Linked DNA regions of Mus musculus: all the other regions are linked to region 2. The links are chromatin contacts, called in public HiChIP or PLAC-seq maps. All regions are on one chromosome and are shown on one strand. Each heading gives the region's core, a stretch centred on a gene start, on an enhancer-like site or on the middle of the called end of the contact. The rest is flanking DNA. Distances are from core to core; before and after follow the strand shown.

Region 1 (3,732 bases), core at 597-3,096, 260 kb after region 2:
GGCAGGCAGTGTGAGATAAGAAAACCTAGAGGGAAAGCTCCTTTCCTTCTCTCTGCCTGCTTTGCACTTATGCAAGGCAAATGTAAATGTTTGATTTAGTCAAACTTTCTCTCCTGCCATGTAAGTCATTTGGACTAGAAGTATCATCATTCCAAGTTGTTTACTTCAACCCATAGTAAGAAATAAACTTTACACTACAAGCTAATACACAGGCAAATAAATTTGGAAGCAATACATATAAACAACACGACAGTAAAATCAAAAGAGCCATATATTTATCTTTATAATACACATATGCTCGCCTTCTGCCCAGTCTATCTTCTTTCATTAGGAAAAAAAAAAAAGCAAAACAAAACCTCTATCCTCCATATTGTCTCTTTTTACCCGATAACCTGAGCCTACTACCCAGCCCTGAGAGAACTCTTCCTCTCCTCCACTGTCATGCCTTCCTCGACTGTTTTAGCTTTGGTTGACCCACTGAGTTTAACACGAATTGCTTATGAGAATCTAGGCACCTTACCAGTTGCCACACCAAGGAGGAGTGAGGTAGGGCCTTCTAAATCCTTCTCCCTCCATGACAGAGGGTGAAGGTACAATCCCGAGTAGGACTTGTGCTAATAATCTCTGCTGCTGAGATGTCAAAATGCAACAGCCACACCCTGCCCTAAAGAAGATGTCTCACAATGTTCTTTGGGCTCTAATACCGATTCAAGGCCCTACTCCAAAATCTTCGGAGCCATAGCAGGAGTCTCACTTAAAAAAAAAAAAATCCTTTGGACTGAAGAAAACCAATCACCATGTTCTTACTTTTCTCCATTTAATTCCTATGTCCTCCCTTCTCCTGCTCAAAGCCTGACCTGTCTTTTATATGAACTTTCTCCTCTGGGTGTCCTCCACATGACACCAAACAAAGCACAATGATTCTTTCCCACCCCTGCTTGCCCTCACAGCAGCTTCCTCAGCTAAGACAGGGGCGTCACTTTCCTTCCTTCTCTCTTCCTTTAATGCCACACTCATTACTGGTTGATCTAGTTAATCTAGCTTTGCCTAACAAACCATGCAAATGATTTGCAAACCACTCAACTTCTTCCCATACTCCAGTGTACCCACACTTCCGCTCTCCCTCTAACTTACCATTTAACAGAAAGCCTCCTGCAAGTGTAACATTAAACACACTCAATGCCCTGGTCTAATGTCCTCATTCTGAAAATAGAGACGTAGCCCAGTCGCAGCAGAACTGAGACGAGCACTGCCTCCACGTGCAGCACCTTGCTGGCAGCCAAGGCAATGTGACTTGCCTTCAAGCAAGCAAGTAAAGCTGGCGGTGCAAGCTGAGCAACCTCTGACTCAGAATATACTGGCTGGGAGAAAGGTCTGCTCTGCACGGAAGTCCGTTCCCCACGCAACCAATCAAAGGCCACTCATTTCTCTGCATGTTATAAGTGATGTAGATGATTTGTATAAAATCAGTGATCAAGGGAAATTCTAGAGAAGCTTTAGAGCAGAGTCCGGCTTATAAGAAACAAACACCTATCATATGCAGTTTCCAAGTTAAACAGACACATGAGAGTTTATGGCATATAAAGACATCACAGAAGGCAAACACCAATAAAGTTATGTTAACATAAAAGCATCAGAAGAACACAGAGCAGTCAGTACCTTCTGCAGAAAGTAGCTTTGGAAACTCATGAAGTTGTTTGTCTTCACAATGTTGGGGCAGGTTTTACAGCAGAACATTCTAGTAAAGAGAGACTTCATGGCTGGCGGCCCTGTCCACGTGCTCACCATTGAGTTGGCAATCTGTAAACAGTCAGAGAGGAGGAACGTTCCGTCACTGTTACAAATACACTGAAGACCAAATAGCTTTCTAAAAGCCAACACTACAGTTCTTGGAAATTAGCACAAGCTGGTCTGTTATCATCCACTTCCAAGAAAATATACAAAGTCACCCACCAAAAAAAAACAAACCATCCTCCCACCCACCCAATCCAAGATGAACCAAAAGCCCCACTATGTGCATTTACAGTCGTTTTGCACAAGTTAATTTCCAAATGCCAGCATCCTCTTGTGTTTAAGGTTCTTTCAAAGGCTTCACAGACTGGGTTTGTCCCTATTCACTCAGGTAGAGAGAATGTTGATATTTTAAGCTCATTAAAGTTAATAATTATCATGAGTTTGAACCATTCCTCAGACCACTTAAGTGGAAAGCAGGCCAGTATGAGGTACTGTTTATTTAGAGAAGAATGCTGAGGCAAGGCTAAGCCATGGTGAACGGAAGTTCCCCGTCAGTGTAGGGCAGATAAGAGCCTCTAGCCGCACTCCAAGTCATGTTCAAGGTCAGTTGCCTGTAAGTGCTTCCATGTTGGTATCTGCTCACTACTCAAGAGCAAAAGCCAGTGCTGAGTGAATGACTGCTTTCTCTTCTTCAAGCCACAGATGCTACTCTTGCCAGTAAAATCACTGGTCCTCTGCTAGAGACTGCCACCATGGAACTAGCTCATAGGCTGACGTCTCCAGTGTGCCTCACTCCAAGGCTGACAGCTACAGGTGTCCATCAAGTTACAGCAGCTGCCCAGAGAGCAATCCTACAGCGGTCCTAGCTGTTTATACCTGATCTGGACACGTGGAAAGAAACCCATGCTTCACAGATGAATATGGAAATACCTCAAATTTAAATGCAATAAAAAAGGTACAAAAGATAAAAAGAAAGGAAAACAAACACTGACCTATATATACCAAGCAAATGTTATGTTTAAGTAAGCAAAGCTAGCCCTAGATTACTTGATGCAAAACAACGAATTGACAAAAATTATAAAATGTAAAATTAATGTATTAGAGACTCTGGGGAAAAAAGACCTTCATCAAAGTATAAAACTTCACAGCATTCCTTCCCTTACCTGTCTAATTCTTTACTGTGAAAAGTTAGATGTTAATCCTGTTTTAGCCAACAGAATTGACAGCTGACCCAAGACATGTAATAATGATTGTAAAATTTCTTGCTTTAATAAAAATTATTTAAATAGTGAAGAAAAAAATGCTTTAGGAAAAAAATCTCCATAATATTGAAATTTAAGGGCATATAAAAAGTATCTGAGGTAAAGGAAATTATGAGCAAATACTTTATCCTACAGTTTTTATGGTTCTGCTATGATTTTAACAAAAATCCTAAGACTATTTGGAGTACCAGTGAAATATATCCCTAGCAAATAATCTCGTTTTTCTCTCTCTAATATCTGAGAGCTCAGAAAGCATGCTATCACTAAAGTCAAAACAAATATAAAGTGCTAGCATCCACTGAAATGGGAATAGCCCTGTTATCCAGATGTTGCGAAACACTCGGTAGACAGAGTTTCTGCTCAACTTTCTGTCTGCATTCCTCTGGCTCCAGACTGCTCTTTAATCTACAGACTGTTTATTCCTCAGCGGCAGTGAAGAAGGCCTTCAATCCCAGCACTTGGGAGGGAGAGACAGGAGCATCTCTGTGAGTTCCAGGCCAGCCTGATCTATACAGCGAGTTCTAGAACAGCCAAAGATGGACACACACACACATACACACACACACACACACACGCACACACGCACACACACACACACACACACACACACACACACACATGCACACCAAACCTGTCCTAAAAGCCAAAAAAGAAAAAAGAAAAAGAGACTGTTTATTGATAAAAATATAGTCAATTATTGTAAATTATCACTAATTTTAATTCTGAAAACAAAGTA
Region 2 (3,590 bases), core at 729-3,228:
ATGCCCCAGTGTAGGGGAATGGGAGGGCAGGGAAGCAGGAGTGGGTGGGTGGGTGGGGGAGCACCGTAATAGAAGCAAGGGAAGGGGGAATAGAATAGGGGGTTTCCGGGGCATGGGGAAAACCAGGAAAGGGGGTAACATTTGAAATGTAAATAAAGAAAATATCCAATAAAAAATTATAAACAGCCAGGACTGAAGTCAGATAAACAAATGAATGGATAAGTTGGAAGAAATAGAAAATGCTTTCTCACAGAACTCTAATAAATGAAAAAGAGAAAACAAAAGTCATTAGAATACTCATTTCAGAAGTCAATTGACAAATATGAGAATCATTGGGCTTGTTGGCACAGCCTCACATTATCTTACTGACCATGCAATCAATATAATGTGTCGAAAACTCTTCAATATTTCTCCATCCAGAGGCAGAGTTTCACCATCCTTACCTTGAGTGTGATCTAGACTTGATACAAAGATAAAATTTGAAGATAGAAAATCCTTACCAAAAAAAAAAAAAATCTACCAGGCATTATGTAAACAAGTGGCTCAAATTTGGCATAAACACATGGAAATTCCTCACCCTGGACATCATGTCTCTGCGCCTCTGTGATGTTCTCCACCAGCCAGTGAGCTTAGTCCCAATGAGAGAATGCCCCATTAAAACATACAGGTAATAAAGTACAGTAAGAAGTTCTACTTGACCGTTTACATCTTTTCTGTAAGTCTAAGCTGTTTCAAAATAAAATGTTTGAAATGCAAATTATGTATACTTATAAGTCAATAAATGATGCTAAGATGGGAGAAGACAGTAGTGAAAGACTGACAGACGCAAAAAAACATGGACAGTTTTTCGAAATTACGCTAAGCACGGGGAGCCTGACAGGAAAGAGGGCATAGCGTATGTTTCTAGTTATACAAACTGCTAGATGGGCAAAACCAGGATTGAAACAATTTACTTGTGGTGTCCCCGAACAGGGAGAGACTAGAGCAAAGGGACAGGGGGAGGAGGGTGTCCTGGAATACTGGAATATTCCATGTCTGAATGGAGGTGAAGGCTACATGGGTGTTTACATTCATAGACTCTCATAAAGTCTCTGCTTTTAAGGTGAGTTTATCATATGTGAATTCCACCTCAAAAAAAAAAGCTTCTTTTCAAAGAGATTATGAAGTGAGAAATGAACTTAGAGAGGACTATTTATAAAACTTACAGGACACAAATAAAACAGCACTACCTTGATCAGGAAAGGGTGCCAGAACAGGCAATCATCTGTTAAGCTTTGAAAATAAGCAAATCACCCCAATTAACCCCAATGCTCTGAGCACCGAAAGTGGGAAATGTTCTAACTTTCCAGTCAAGCAAGGGTGGGGGAAGCCATTCCTACACCTCCGGCTACTTCTGGCCCCCGTGTAGATTTGAGATTAATTTGCAGTAGTAAAGCACTAATAAATGATCAGAACTCATGGCGCCCTTCAAGGGCTTGCTCTCAAATTCAAGCTACTTCTCCCCTCTGCTTGGAACCACTTGAAGACAAAGATGGCTGTGTTCCCCAAAGAAACAGGTAAGCTGATCCTGAAATGAGCCCGGGCAAGGTCATCTACAGGGTTCATTGAAGTGCAACCTACTATCACCCTCCCTGCACATCCAGCCCCAAACAAGGCTCTTGGAGGCTTCCAAGCCATTGACAGAGTAAATTAGATGAGAAGGGAAACACTGGAGAGGAGATGTGAAAATTAGTTTGACCATCCAACCTTTCCTTGCATCATGAGCAAGAACGACTAAGGGAGTAAAAAGGACATGAACCTGATGGGGCAACGGAATCTGAGCTAAGGTAGAAGACATATCCCTAATCTGGAAAATGCATGCCTATAAGCCTTCTGGATCTTAGTCTCCTAGTAAAAGAACTGATACTATTCATGCCACCAGGAGAGTTCTCCACAGGCCTGCATGAAGTGTGGCTTGTGGTTTCCCTGACTCAGTGATAGAATGTGAATGGGTGTGGTCTGCATACTCAGCTCTAATTGACAACTTCTTTGTTCCAGTATGCATCCCACTTTCCCACCAGAATCTGGGGCCTGTATTCCCCCACCCCTTCTGGACTCTCACAGCAAACTCTCCTGGAAATAATGTAACATCATTCAGGATCAGCCCCCAGGGTATCCATCAAGATTCTCCGGAGATGAGATTGACAAATATGTGGGTTTTTTTTTTTTTTAAAGTGCTTTCCTAGCAGGGAGATAGGATGTACACCTGTTGTCTTAGTCAGGGTTTCTATTCCTGCACAAACATCATGACCAAGAAGCAAGTTGGGGAGGAAGGGGTTTATTTGACTTACACTTCCATGCTACTGTTCATCACCAAAGGAAGTCAGGACTGGAACTCAAGAAGGTCAGAAAGCAGGAGCTGATGCAGAAGCCATGGAGGGATGTTCTTTACTGGCTTGCTTCTCCTGACTTGCTCAGCCTGCTCTCTTATAGAACCAAGACTACCAGCCCAGAGATGGTCCCACCCACAAGGGCCCTTTCCCCCTTGATCACTAATTGAGAAAATGCCTTACAGTTGGATCTCATGGAGGCATTTCCCCAACTGAAGTGCCTTTCTCTGTGATACTCCAGCTGTGTCAAGTTGACATGAAACTGGCCAGTACACCTGTAATCTCATCACTTGGAGTGGGCAGGAGGATTGAAAGCTTAAGGACAGCCTGGATTGTACAACAAATTGAAGGTTTATCTGAGTTATATAATAAGATCATGGTTCATTAAACCATAAATTGGAAATGAGACTTAGCAGTAGAGCATTTGTCTAGGATGTACAAGGGAATAGTTTCAATTCCCAGTGCCATTAAATACACGCACACACACACAAACAAACACACACACACACCACATATCTCACACAACACACATCCTACACATGTATAACACACCACACACATACACACCACAGACACACACACACCACCCTCATCCCACACATATACAACACACACACATACAGCACACTTTTTTCCCATTGAGAAGTCATTTGTTATTCTGATAGATTTTCCTTTATATGTAACTTGTGGTTTTTCTCTTTCAGTTTTTTTGGGGTGGAAAGCAGTGTCAGGAAAGAGTTTCTCTGTGTAATCCTGGCTGTCCTGGAACTCACTCTGTAGACCAGGCTGGCCTCAAACTCACAGAGATCCATCAACCTCTGCCTGCCTCCCGAGAGCTGGGATCAAAGGAGTGAGCCACCACCGCCCAGCTATCTTTCAATTTTCAATACCCATTCTTTGTTCTATGCCTTTATTGTTTTAACCACAATACACCAGGGGGAGTTTTCATTCTGCTCCTATTTGCTACTCTGTGTGCTTCCTCTATTGGGTATGTTTTCCTTAATTTGGGGAGGATTTCTTCTATTATTCAGTTGAAGATATGGTCCATATAATAGACCTGTTATTCCTTTCTTTGTTCTATGATCAAAATTAATTAATTTGATCTTCTCATGGTATCTCAAAGTTCTTACATGATCCTTTTGTATGTTTTAATATTCTGTGATTGAGTGGTACTCTTCCTCTACTCTGTCTTCAAGTCCTGGTATTCTATTCTATTTTCTA
Region 3 (3,233 bases), core at 685-3,184, 190 kb before region 2:
TGTGGACATGTGGCCTTCCACTGGAACGTGGTCAACTTATTCCTCCCTCTCCCTGCAGCTGACAATCACTATCCCTCTACAGTTAAGGATGGGCTTATGTAGAGTCTAATGCTTCTAATTTTGCCAAATTATTCAAAATAAACAATGGATATACTTAAGATAATTTGATTAAATGGGCTGAGTTTCCCTGTTTAAGATTGCATTTACAAGAAAGAACAGTAAAGCATCTTCGTGTTGTTACCTATAAATGCCTCTCCTCTGCTCCTTAGGATTTTGTCTACCATTTCATAGTCTTTGTCTTCTACTTCGGAGCGTTTTTACTGGAAGCAGCGGCCACCTCCCTGCATGACCTTCAGTGCAACACAACCATGACTGTGAAGCCACTACTCAACGACAACCAGTATAACATCAACGTGGCCGCCACAGTAAGTGCACCATAGGAAAAGCATCGTCCTTTCATGGTCCAGCATCCAGGAGACTCCTCGGGCATCAGTGGCCTTTTAATAGTAGCCTTTAGAATCAAATGTATAATAGCTATTTATGTATCTATTTTGTTGTCCTGTGAGCAAAGTCCTCTCATCACTCCCATTATGTGTGACTGTACTGCAGACCAACCCTGTTGACATTATCTGGGAAGGCAACAAGTCTATTAGTGCTTGATTTTATAAAAAGAATGCACTCTAGTGTTCTCTCTTTGTAAAGTTCAGACCTGGTGAGGGGACTTTGCTCTTTTTAACCTTGTGCCCATTTTCAACTTGGATTATTGGCTGCATATTCACCGTGGGTCTGCCAAATAGAAGGGTGTTTTCTCAGGGTGGGGCTGACATGAACAAGTATCAGTTCTTAGTGTTGGGGTCAGTGCTGGTGAGCGGGAAGGCAAATTCACCAGTCACTGTGACAGATGGGATACAGGAGAAAGCCTTCTCTGGGGACTTTAAAACATGAATCCTCTCTCATTCATACACTGTAGTGAACCTGTCATTTTGTATTAAATAGTGAAAAGAAATAATAATTTTTTGTTTTCATGGATAATTTTTTTGGGGGGGGAGGTCGGAGGTGGTTTGAGAGATAGGCTTTCTCTGTTTAACAGCCTGGCTCTCCTGAAACTCACTTGGTAAACCAGGTTGGTCTCATGGATAATTTTTAAAACTACTACAAATTGAAACTGCTTTCTGAAATGAAGCATCTTAATTGATGTTAAATAGTTCCTATAGTGCATTACCGGACCTAGTATCTTTTCCTCTTTAGTTTTGGAAGTTTCTAGACTGTTCTTTTCCAGATATGCTTCTTCTGAAAACCTGTGTCTTTGTCCCCCCTGCCAGAGGGGAGCTACCTCGATGCGTAGACCAATGCTTCAAGTCTTTCATGGCGTTCCATTTTTTTCCACTCACTCCAGTCCAGTCAGAACTCCAGGTCTTGAGTTTTCAGCAGCTGAAATTGCTCATGCATTCATGTGTCCCACTGGGCTAAGTGTTTCCCTTTCCTTTTTCACTCAGTAGAGTTGAGGATAGAGGCAATTCCCTCTCACTATTGACAAATTCCCAAAGCAATTATTCTCACTCAGAGGGCATTGTCGATATTAAAAATATATTACCAAAACAAGCAAAATGGGAAGGGTTAATTAAACTGTGACAAAAATTTCTGTGAATGGATCTGTCCTCCCTTCTCAGGCTGCAGTTTCCTGGTTAGGAATCTCTACCCTTGCCAGGTACCAGGCGATGGTGACACATGCCTTTAATCCCAGTACTTGGGAGGCAAAGGCAATCGATCTCTGAGTTTGAAGCCAGCCTGGTCTATTGAATGAGTTCCAGGACAGCCAGAACCACACAGAAAAACCCTGTCTTGAAAAACAAACAAAGGAATCTCTGCCCTATAGAGTCATATTTTATCATTTTGAATTGGCCTGGAATCGTCTCTCCTTTGACTCATAGCCTCTGAATGTCATTTCTGGACAATGGGTACTATTTGTTTATCTGCACCAAGCACAGTGATGTATGCACAGCGGGTGTTAATGACGCCAACCGTGACACCAAGGAAACAGCTCCAAGAGGGCTTGGCCTGGGACAACTGTCTCCCACCTGAGGAGGAACAGAACTCAGAACACATTCCTATGGGTTTTGTCTACTGAGTTCTAAAGATGACAGAAATGATTTGATGTGTCCTTGGGGTCTGATAGTTACTGTCTTCTTAGCTATGAAACTACTGGATGATGAGATAACTCAGAGTGAATTTTTTAATACACTGCCTAGGGTTTCATAAATACTTAACAAGTAAGCTTGACATGTGAGCGAATGGTGAAAGTAAGGCTGCCTGCAGATATGAAAGCTAAGAGCTATAGTGTACAAAGGGAGGGCCAGCTCTGGGAGGTAACGAAGCAAAGTCATCGAAACACAGATCACTCTAAACTCTTGTCCTGTTGAAGTATCTACAGGTCAGTTGTCGAGGATTTGTTCAGTGGTCTCTCAGGATGCAACTTCTAAAAGTCCATGTTGTGAATCTGATGACAGTGTTTCTTTTTCCTTTTCTTAGGTTTTTGCCTTCATGACAACAGCTTGTTATGGTTGCAGTTTGGGTCTGGCTTTGCGAAGATGGCGACCGTAACACTCCTTGGAAACTGACAGTTGTGTGCTGGTTTCATTTGTCTACTTTATATGTCTGATCACTTGGGTACCATTTGTCCCAATATAACATTCCAAACATTGTTAGCTTAGTACAGAGAGGACCTCAGTGCAAGCTGTGGTTTGTTACATGGGTGGGATTTTCATTTTGTTCTGATGTTAGAGAAGTATCCTTTCCTTTTTCATCTCTCGTTTCTTTTTAAATGCATTTCCATTGTATATTCTTAAAATACACAGGCACTGTTCACAAAACAATAGTATTCCTTTTTTTTTTTTTTGGTTGAGTCACCCGAACCTTAATAATAGTAAATAACTAAAACAATACATCTCATGCAGGCTTCTCATCTAATTCTATCTTTAGTATAAAACAGGAAATGATACACATGTTTTTTTTACAAAAAGGCCAGGTAGCACATATGTAGGCTTTAATAGGCCATATAGCCTCTGTGGCAATTGTTCCATCCTATGATAACATAAAAGCAGCTACAGATGATGTGTAAATAAATGTCTGTATCCTAATAAAGCTTATTTCAAAAAGGGAGCAAAACTGGATGTGGTCTACAGACCATAATTTTATCAACTACTGCCATAAAAACCTTAGGTGTTCTGTGTTCT

The links. HiChIP or PLAC-seq counts read pairs in DNA pulled down with a chosen protein or histone mark.
Region 1: a contact with region 2 is called in a FOXA1 HiChIP or PLAC-seq map of pancreatic cancer cells. The contact joins two enhancer-like sites. A contact is called at or near these places in 1 of 15 datasets of contacts at CTCF or cohesin (the NIH/3T3 cell line), 1 of 484 Hi-C or Micro-C datasets (cortical neurons), 1 of 115 datasets of contacts at active chromatin or transcription factors (pancreatic cancer cells) and 3 of 9 other capture datasets (adipose tissue, embryonic stem cells and pancreatic islet).
Region 3: a contact with region 2 is called in an HNF4G HiChIP or PLAC-seq map of pancreatic cancer cells. The contact joins two enhancer-like sites. A contact is called at or near these places in 9 of 484 Hi-C or Micro-C datasets (the C10 cell line, the Patski cell line, embryonic fibroblasts and 5 more) and 1 of 115 datasets of contacts at active chromatin or transcription factors (pancreatic cancer cells).

The regions. Positions count from the first base shown.
Region 1 is chr15:55,041,450-55,045,181 of GRCm38.p6, forward strand. It overlaps Taf2 (TATA-box binding protein associated factor 2), which reads right to left. Exons shown (of 26, transcript NM_001081288.1): 17 at 1,660-1,800. Among named protein-coding and RNA genes, the nearest start is that of Taf2, 29 kb to the right of the region's middle. Within about 2 kb of position 1,847, at least 28 of the 459 cell types and tissues checked have an H3K27ac peak or open chromatin away from gene starts, as enhancers often do. A contact at or near this core is called in pancreatic cancer cells, where this site is marked.
Region 2 is chr15:54,785,418-54,789,007 of GRCm38.p6, forward strand. No RefSeq gene overlaps it. Among named protein-coding and RNA genes, the nearest start is that of Ccn3, 41 kb to the left of the region's middle. Within about 2 kb of position 1,979, at least 9 of the 459 cell types and tissues checked have an H3K27ac peak or open chromatin away from gene starts, as enhancers often do. A contact at or near this core is called in pancreatic cancer cells, where this site is marked.
Region 3 is chr15:54,598,142-54,601,374 of GRCm38.p6, forward strand. Mal2 (mal, T cell differentiation protein 2) reads left to right here. Exons shown (of 4, transcript NM_178920.4): 3 at 270-425; 4 at 2,530-3,233. The coding sequence ends at 2,601. Among named protein-coding and RNA genes, the nearest start is that of Mal2, 28 kb to the left of the region's middle. Within about 2 kb of position 1,935, at least 6 of the 459 cell types and tissues checked have an H3K27ac peak or open chromatin away from gene starts, as enhancers often do. A contact at or near this core is called in pancreatic cancer cells, where this site is marked.